Regions from separate parts of the Mus musculus genome. Here region 1 is linked to region 2. The links are chromatin contacts, called in public Hi-C maps. All regions are on one chromosome and are shown on one strand. The core of a region is the stretch at or near the end of the contact, and the rest is flanking DNA. Distances in the headings are between cores, read along the strand shown. Region 1 overlaps Smc5 (structural maintenance of chromosomes 5). Region 2 overlaps C330002G04Rik (a long non-coding RNA gene).

Region 1 (4,347 bases), core at 156-2,655, 190 kb after region 2:
CAGGAAATCCAGGCATTTCTTCTTCCTTCACTCACCCGCCTCGCCTATAGTGCTGGGAACTGAAGCCAGGGACCCATGTACCTAAGCATACATGATCACGTCATCGTATTTCCAGCCCTTCTTTATATAATTTTTCTCAATGAAAAATTTGTTTTATTCAAAATAGCAATGCATAAAGCTGTAGTTCAAGGAATTAGCATATTACCTACTTTCTTCTAAATTTGTGATAAAGAGGAAACTAAGAACACTGAGCATGGTAGTGGAAGTGAGGTAGGTAGAAGCAAGATCGTCAGGGGAGTTCAATGTCATCTTTGCCTATACTGCAAGTTCAAAAACTTAGAAAACACCACCCAACACAAAAAACAAACTCAACCATCTGCTACTTTGTTTATGGCTCTTAAGTTGAGAATGGTAGATTTATAAAGCACTGTATTCATTCAACACAGCTGAATAATCTTCCCTCACACTGGCTGAAAAATAGCAAGGCATTAGCCACTTCTATAAACACCACCCCCAGCCCCAAACCAAGCAAATCTAATGCTAGAAACCCACAGGTGATCTCTTTCCTCCTTTTCATAATTTTTCAGTAAACAAAAATATCATGTATAATTCCAAAGGAAACAAATTTATATGTACTCCTTGCACATAATTAAAATTGCTGGTCATAAACTACATCCCAAACGCAATTACCTCATTTTCTGTATGAAGATCAACTTCACCAGCACACTGCATGGAACTAAAAAAGTTGCTGAATTTCTCATTAATTTTTTCTACTAGCTCCTTTAAGGGGTTCAGCCACCTTTCTTTCACCTACAAGTAAGAGGCAAAACAAAACGACACTGAAAGCAGTACTATCCACTCTGATATAAGACTTCACACACAACACAGTCTATAGCAGAGTTAATTTGGTTAGAAAAACACTTTTCGTCTCAGGAGAATAAAATTTATTTTGTATAATTTGTACGCTCATCCCATTCATGGCAAACAAATAAGGATAAAAATTACCTGCGAAATGTTTTCCCTGTATTCATCTAGTTCAACTTTCTTCCCCTGCAGTTCTTCGGTCAACTGCTGTATTTCTACTTCTCTTTTTGAGTACTCCTCAACCACCTGGTCGAAAAAAATTCTTTAAGAAAAATTTATCAAAGGATAAAATTATATAAAAATTTGCATCAATTAAACTACTGGCTAAAAATGCCACTGTGCTGCTTATTTGTACATGATTTATACTACTGAATACTGAAAATGTTACTTTTCAATCCTTGAAAAAAATGCACACTGCTGTACTTCAAGTTAACGCAGCTACTCTTTTTATAAAGAAAAGGCAAGGAACACTGTGTTCCTTAGGAAGACTCTATTTAGAATTCTAATAGATTCAGAATCTGGCATTTAAGGCATTGTTCCTGCTGCCTAGCTTATTATTACCCAGAGCTCCAGTACAGCGTGGGAGGCAAGTACTGGAAAGAACTGTGTGTGTGTGCAGGCTCACAGGGGTGCACACAGGCATGTGCTTGTGCACGTATGCACTGAGGAAGACAGCAGGATAAGAACTGTGGGATGGAAACTGAGAACGAGGCGTACTACCGAAGGATTCAGTCCTGTGAAGCACGAAGCTCTTGACCTTTCTTCAGTTAATAATGCATCGATTTCATCCAATGTGTTTGGGAGATCTTGAAAAGCCTAAAGAAGAAGAAAAAATACATCATTAAAAATGGAATAGTGAAGTTTTATTAGAACAGTTAAAAGGAAGTAATTTGCTACATATCTACTATCTGATTAATAGCATGCTAGCATATAGCAATACAAAAGAATCATAAAGAGGGCATTTTCTCTTTAAAAAGCTTACACTTTAAAAGAAAAGATGTATACATGTTGGATAGTCCCTTAAGGCAATGTATTGATGTTGAATCTAAAATAAGCAGTACACATCACATCGGCTTTGGAATACAAAATAATGAAGGGTCAGTTTATGCTACATGAGAATTAAAAGAGTTCAAAGGCCCACGATTTATCTCTGGGTCTGAAAGCAATGGCTAGGGAAAAGCAACGCAAAAAGGAGATAACAATTTGGAAAGAAGAATGAGTACTGCATACCATGGGGGGTGAGGAGCTGTGTCCATTTGGAATGGTGGGTACTTGCTGAATTGGTAGAATGGGTCCAGAATATGTGGGGCATTGAAAGAGAGCAAGAAGTTAGAGCTTTATACTGTACTTATGAAGACCTACAAAAGCATCCTTATAACTCAATCACTGAGACAGAACTCCATCAAGACTATCTTCTGAACTTATGCCACAGAGACTCACTAGGGTAGACACTTTCCTACAAGGAGAGGCATGCAGTACACTTTTGTGCCTAGCATAACCTGTAGAGCCCTTATAGTAAAAGGTATGCATGAATTGGGAGCCTGAAAAAAGGTTCTGATGAGTTATATGTATCAACTGGATAACCTTGATTTGTATCTTTTTTAACCCTTTGGAACTCAGTGTAATCTCTGCCAAGGCCTCTAGGTATTTAGATGTACACGTGCTACATCCGTGCCGTGTATGCCGAAGTGTGAGCTTATGTTCCAACACTTACTTGGCATCTTCACCAGATTCTAACAGGCATACTAGGTTTATTATATTGAAACATAATTTCTACTTCATTCAGCTTCCCCACCACTGTAAGCAAACCGATTTCTCATTAATAATTAGCTTGACAGTTTGTTCCGGCAAACATTTAGGAGTTCTCTCTTACCCCTGTCATGTCTATCACTGAAGTAAAATTTCTTCCTCCCTCATCCCTTTGTGCTACTATATTAATCTCTTCCCTGGTCAAAAATAATGACCCTTAGTTATTCTCCATAGAGCAGCTAAGAGTATTCATCTACAAAGTGATTTTAATAGCAGTATTCTTGTGTTTAAGATCCTCCAATGGATTCTATTTTAAAGATAGGAGAGCCCAGGGTAAGGGCTTCAGAGTAGTGGTGGAATGCCTGCCTAATCTCTGAATATTAAAGGCGGCTGTGGGGACCCAAACTCTTTGTATATTCTTTTTTTTAAAAAATTAGATATTTTCTTTATATACATTTCAAATTTCAAATGCTATCCCGAAAGTCTGCTATACCCTCCCCCCAGCACTGCTCCCCTACCAACCCACTCCCGCTTCTTAGCCCTGGCGTTCCCCTGTACTGGGGAATATAAAGTTTGCAAGACCAAGAGGCCTCTCTTCCCAATGATGGGCGACTAGGCCATCTTCTGCTACATATGCAGCTAAAGACACGAACTCTGGGGGTACTGGTTAGTTCATATTGTTGTTCCACCTATAGGGTTGCAGACCCCTTCAGCTCTTTGGGTGCTTTCTCTAGCTTCTCCATTGGGGGCCCTGTGTTCCATCTTATAGATGACTGTAAGCACCCACTTCTGTATTTGCCAGGCACTGGCATAGCCTCATATGAGACAGCTATACCAGGGTCCCTTCATCAAAATCCTGCTGGCATATGCAATTCTATAAGGTCATATTAATCCAAACTATGCCTTCTTCTTTGCTTGGAATTTAATTTTTTGTTTGTTTGTTTTCTGAGACAGGGTTTCTCTGTATAGCCCTGGCTGTCCTGGAGCTCTCTTTGTAGACCAGGCTGGCCTCGAACTCAGAAATCCGCCTGCCTCTGCCTCCCGAGTGCTGGGATCAAAGGCGTGCGCCACCACGGCTTTAATTTTTTTTTTTAAAACACCGTTTCTCTGTTATGACCTTGGCTGTCCTAGAACAAACTATGTAGATCAGACTGGCCTCAAACTTGGAAATCTATCTCCCCCTGCCTCCTGAGTTCTGAGACTAAAGGCATGTGCTGCCACCACCACGCTGGGAGGTAATTTTAATCCCTCAAAGATTCCTTTTAACACATGGCAAAGACATATGCACCTCAGCAACTCTGTATGAGCTGCCTCTCTGCCTGGGTCCATCCCCACGTCACTGAATCCTTCTCTTCACCCAGGACTTATTTATAATAGTAACATTTCAAATAAACATTCCCTAAGCAGCTGCCCATCCTTGCAATGTTAGCCATCACCTTTATTTTTCCTTTATTCTCTCTTGCTGCCTGACCTGATTATCTGTTTCATGTTGCTTGGTCTGTCCTCCAAGCCAGAGTTCAAGTTTCAGTGAGAAAAGCACATATGTACTACTTAATAATTGGTCATAGCAGCCAATCAGTGTATTTTAATAAATATACTATTTCCTGATTTCATTCTTTCAAAAACAGTGTATTTTCTGGGGAGGCAGGGTTGAAACAGAGTTCACTTCTATCTGTAGGCATTGAACTTGGAACCATCCTACCCCCACCTCCCCAGTAGAGACAACTGCCACTA
Region 2 (4,860 bases), core at 1,578-4,077:
TGATGATGGACTAGGCCATCCTTCGCTGCATATGCAGCTGGAGCCATGAGTCCACCATGTGTGCTCTTTGGTTGGTGGTTTAATCCCTGGGAGCTCGGGGGGGGGGGGGGGGTACTGGTTAGTTCATATTGTTGTTCCTCCTATGGAGGCTCTATGCCCCAGTGTGGGGGAATGCCAGGGCCAGGAGGCAGGAATAGGTGGGTTGGTGAGCAGGGGGAAGGTCAAGGTGGTGGGGGAGGGTGTTTTTCAGAGTGGAAACTAGGAAAGGGGATAACATTTGAAATGTAAAAAAAGAAAATATCCAAAAAAAGGAAAACCTCAAAGCCAGCTCTTAATGACAGACCTCCTCCAACAAGGCTATCCTATTCCTTCCCAAAGAGTTCTGCCAACTAAAGACCAAACATTCAAATATATGAGTCTATGGGGAAACCTTCTAATTCAAGGCTCCACAACCCTTGATTATTATTAGTTGTGATTTGCTATCCTACGACTAGGTTGTATATTGTAGAATAAAGCAATTTCAAAGTCAAAGTTTCCCTTTGATTATATGAACTGTTTTAGCTTTAAAAGGTTAACAGATGATCTAGCAGTGGTGGTTCATGCCTTTAACCCCTACACTGGAGAAGCAGAGGCAAGCAGATCTGAGTTCAAGGTCAGCATGACCTCCACAGCGAGACCCTCTCCTACTCAAGGAGTTCTTTTCTAGCTTTTCTCTAATAAATCTATGTTCATTCTGCTTTTTAAAAAAAATGTAAATTACCCAGATATGAGGTCTCATACCTATAATCCTAATCTGTGGGAGGCTGAGGCAGGAAGACTGCAGTGTGAGTGTGAAAAAAGGGGAGAACTATCATAAATAAAATGCAGGGGCTAGAAGTGTAGCTCGGTAGTAGAGAACACGATGGGAGTGTAACTGGATAGGAGAGTACATGCTAAGCATGCCTGGGGCCCTAGGTTCGATCCCCAGAACTAGAAATTAAATTATCCAGTTCTGTCTCCTCGGGCACTCACATGGTAATATCTAAAGATTGTTTTTTACTGCATGGAATGTATCTACATGGAGAGATGACAGATTCTAGGCCTGAAGCCAAAAATATGAAGGAATAAAGATGGGACATCTTATCAGATCAAAAAGCAAGGTAGTAACCACACTCGTGAGGACATCTAAGGAACCAACCAAGACAGCAGTCTAAAGATGAAATGATTGGGCCATCAGTAAAGACCAAGGCTGGAGTAATCTAAACCCAAGTATGACACCACCTATATGTTATAGTGGTTTGTTTGAAAAACATTCTCATGGCCTAGGAAGATGGATCAGTGGGTAACGTGCTTGCTATGAAAGCATAAGGACGGGAGTTCAGAACTCAGCATTTTTCTGTCAGGTCAGTGGGGTGGCCCATCTACAATCTTAGTGCACAAGAGGCACAGGCAAGGGATCCCTATTGCAATCTGGAGATCCTAAACACACCGTGAGTCCTACATATAAATCAGAGACTCGGCCTCTATATGAGAAGTGACGTGCATAAGAAGACATTGCTATCACTCTCTGGCCTCACATGCATGCATGTTCACATGGGAACACACACACACACACAATGTCATGATAAGCCAAGCACAGTTAACACATGCCTGTAATTCCAGCACTCAAGTTGAAAAGGTAGGCAGACTTCTGTAAATTTGAAGCCAGCCTCATCTACACAACAAGTTCCAAGATAGCCAGGGCTACGTAATGAGAGCCTGTCTCATAAAACAAAAGAGGAAACAGCCACCATTAACTGGTAAAATGCTTAAGACAGAGTACTATCATAAAAGGTAAGGAACAGAAGGCATTTGTTTTTATTTTCCAAAGCTGCATGTCAAGATTATCAAATACTTTATGGGAGAAAGTTATCTTCACTTCCCCATGCCAGAAAGTCAGGCTAAAGCAAAATTAGAATGTTCTTGTTGTGTGTTGCTAAGGAGTTAACGTATCTAAGCAATGAGTATCAATGGCAGCTCACAACCCTACAGGTCTCTATGCACAGTGCCAAGGCCGAGTTCTCAGAAGAGAGAAAGTGGATAGAAAGGGACAGACAAGGAACTCAAGGAAGGGGACAGAGCTGATCAAACTTCTGGTCCTATCAGTTTTGTGTGTGCCGCACGGGACAGAGAAACACATTATGTACTACCAAGAGAAGCTGTCGAACAGCTGAAAGGCTACCGAGCGGTTTGGTTCAATGCATGGCTACCAGACTCCTAGAAGTGAGCAGTGCCTGCCACTGAAGACGGCATTTCTCTCAAGTGCTGCTGAGCCAGAGAGTTCGGATCACCTCTTCTTCTCTTCTTCCGGCATATCTATAGAGTAACTGCCACCCGCTGAAGTCCCTGATCCCATCTACCAATGCTTGTCAAGATGCAGCCTTCCTAGTCACACAGGAAGGCACCAACAGCCATGCTGATTTTGAACACCAAGAACCTGCATTAAATGAGGACTAAGGAGAGGACTCCAGTAAGATTTCTGCCAGGCATGGTGGCACAGGCCTGTACTCTCAACGCTTGGGATGCTGAAGCAGGAGGATCAAAAGTTCCAGGCCAATCTAGCTACATAATGAGACCTTTAAAAAAAAGAACTCAGTGAAATACCAATTTCTATCACTTCCATATATGAATAACACTGAGACCACTAGAAAATATTAATTATAATTCAAGAGCTTTGTTACTTATATAAAAATGGAAGCTAAACGAACATTTCCAGAAACTCACCGCTCAGAAAACTGGGACTTTTCGACAGGGAGAGATTTTTAGTATATTGCTAATATAGCACTGAATAGGATGAAACGGCTTATTCAAAGGTCTAAAAAAGGCAGAACAGCTCCTCTGCTTCTCAGTGTCTCAATCTTTTCCATATTTAGTGAGCAAGAGTCAAAAATATCAAAACTCCTGGGAAATTCTCAGTACGAGAATTTATTTTTTGCTTAGCATAATTTAGTCCCATTTGTGGCTGCATCATGCAAGACTCAGGATCCCTTATTCTTGAAAGCGAGAGCAATTCAAGACATGACTGTTGAATCAACAGCCAAATAGTCCTTTATCCTTTATCCTTTGACCAGTTTGTAGCTAATTCATAAGAAATTAAAGTCAAGAAGCTGGGAGATGACTCAGGAGGAGAGCACTAGCGGGACAAACTTGAGGACCACAGTTTGAATCACCAACACATGACTAAAAGCTGGCCATGACTGCATGAACCTGGGACACCAATGTTGTCTGACAGGCAGATCCTAGAAGTCTACTGTGAGCCAACCCAGCAGCAGGGTGAGCTTCTGCTTCAGTGAGATAGTGTCTCAGGGGCATAAGATGGAGGGAGAGCCAACATCCTCCCCTGGGCTCTGCACGTGCACAGACATGCCATCAACGCACGCACACTCGCACATCACACACACCCACACATACACACAGAATTAGTTATTCTTTATTAAAGAAAAGATCAAAAAAATAGGACCCCAGCCTTAAATAACAGCCCTTAGAGGAAAAGCCCCGAGCTGGGTGGTCTCTCCAACTCATGTATTGACAATGACAGTAGACCAGCTTGTTTTATCTATAACCAGACATCAAAGAAAGTAGACTATGATAAACAGTACCATTCAGAGAACAGGACATTGATTTTAATTGCTCTTAATTTGTACTGCAAGGCAGAGAAAAGGCAAACCTTCAGAGAAAGGAATGATTTTTTTTTTAACCCAAAACTCGGAGATTTTAAGTGAGCACAAAGACACTTAGCTGGATGCTACTCGAGCCATTCTCTAGAGCTAAAAACAAAGCAGTAATTCTCTTCCCCCAGTAGCCATATGGACCTATTGCTCTATCTCTGGGGATTTTAAATGATTTTAAAACCTTGAACCTAAAGCAACACTCGAAGCTACCAAAGGTATTAGGTGGGGGCAGGACTCCAAACATCAACCGAGGAGTGCTATAAAGGAATCAGATTTGTGTCAAGCTGTAATGCCTGCAATAGGTGTTTCGTATAGTCTATTTTTAGCACCCATTTGTAATGGCTGATTTAAAATTAGTATCATCCAAAGTCAAATGAATCTTGAGAATGAAGATTATCCCCGTTTGACCTATCTGCTTTTAAAACTGCCAGACAAATGCTACAGACAAGCTCCACCGTGTTCAGGGATCTTTGGTTTCTGAACTCAGTCAGACAACTGGAGAATTTTATAACTTGGTAAAATCCTAAAGAGAAACATGTAGTCTTCAACTGTCCTGTATCACACCATTAAAGGCTGTATGTCTAGACACTGTACTGAGGGCTCTGACTCTGGATTCCATCGGAAAGGAGAGGCTGGTGGTATGGGGTATGGCACAGTAGTAAGACACTTGCCAGGCACATGCAAGGTCCTGGGTTCAGTTCCCAGTGCTATCAAAAGAGATAAAATGTAGACATGGAAATGGACATGATAGAGATAGGGATGATGGAGATAGAGATGATACAGAAGGAGGATGGAGATAGAGATGGAGGGAGAGAGAGAGAGAGAGAAAGAGAGAGAGAGAGAGAGAGTAAGCAATTTCTGCCTACACCTGGACCTGATGTGTACTGGGCAGCAAAGACGGAGAAGGAGCAGTGGCCACAGTAAGGAGGCCCCTTACTCGTGTGCACCTCCTTCTGGTCACATTCAGACCTCTTCCTAAACTCTTCCATTCACCACTCTAGAAAATTAAACTAAATCACCCAGAATATTGGGGTTGGGGTTTACGCATCTACAGTCCAATACAAATAGCAATTGGTCAAGTCTGTGTCTGCGTGCCAAGAGGGCCAGTGTCTGAACTGCAGGAGAGATTGCTTAGACAAGGACTTTGGAAACCACAAAGACACTACGTAAA

Evidence for each region. A called contact is a pair of places that touch in the nucleus more often than the background predicts.
Region 1: a contact with region 2 is called in a Hi-C map of cortical neurons, with 3 times the contacts expected there. A contact is called at or near these places in 1 of 39 promoter capture datasets (embryonic stem cells), 29 of 484 Hi-C or Micro-C datasets (the AML12 cell line, the G1E-ER4 cell line, the HL-1 cell line and 13 more), 10 of 130 datasets of targeted methods (embryonic stem cells, fibro-adipogenic progenitors, heart atrium and 5 more) and 3 of 9 other capture datasets (adipose tissue, liver and pancreatic islet).

Annotation. Positions count from the first base shown.
Region 1 is chr19:23,213,061-23,217,407 of GRCm38.p6, forward strand. Smc5 (structural maintenance of chromosomes 5) reads right to left here. Exons shown (of 25, transcript NM_001252684.1): 19 at 2,095-2,139; 20 at 1,585-1,680; 21 at 1,006-1,110; 22 at 691-810. Among named protein-coding and RNA genes, the nearest start is that of Smc5, 59 kb to the right of the region's middle.
Region 2 is chr19:23,020,219-23,025,078 of GRCm38.p6, forward strand. All of the region lies in intron 5 of C330002G04Rik (a long non-coding RNA gene), which reads right to left. Among named protein-coding and RNA genes, the nearest start is that of C330002G04Rik, 53 kb to the right of the region's middle.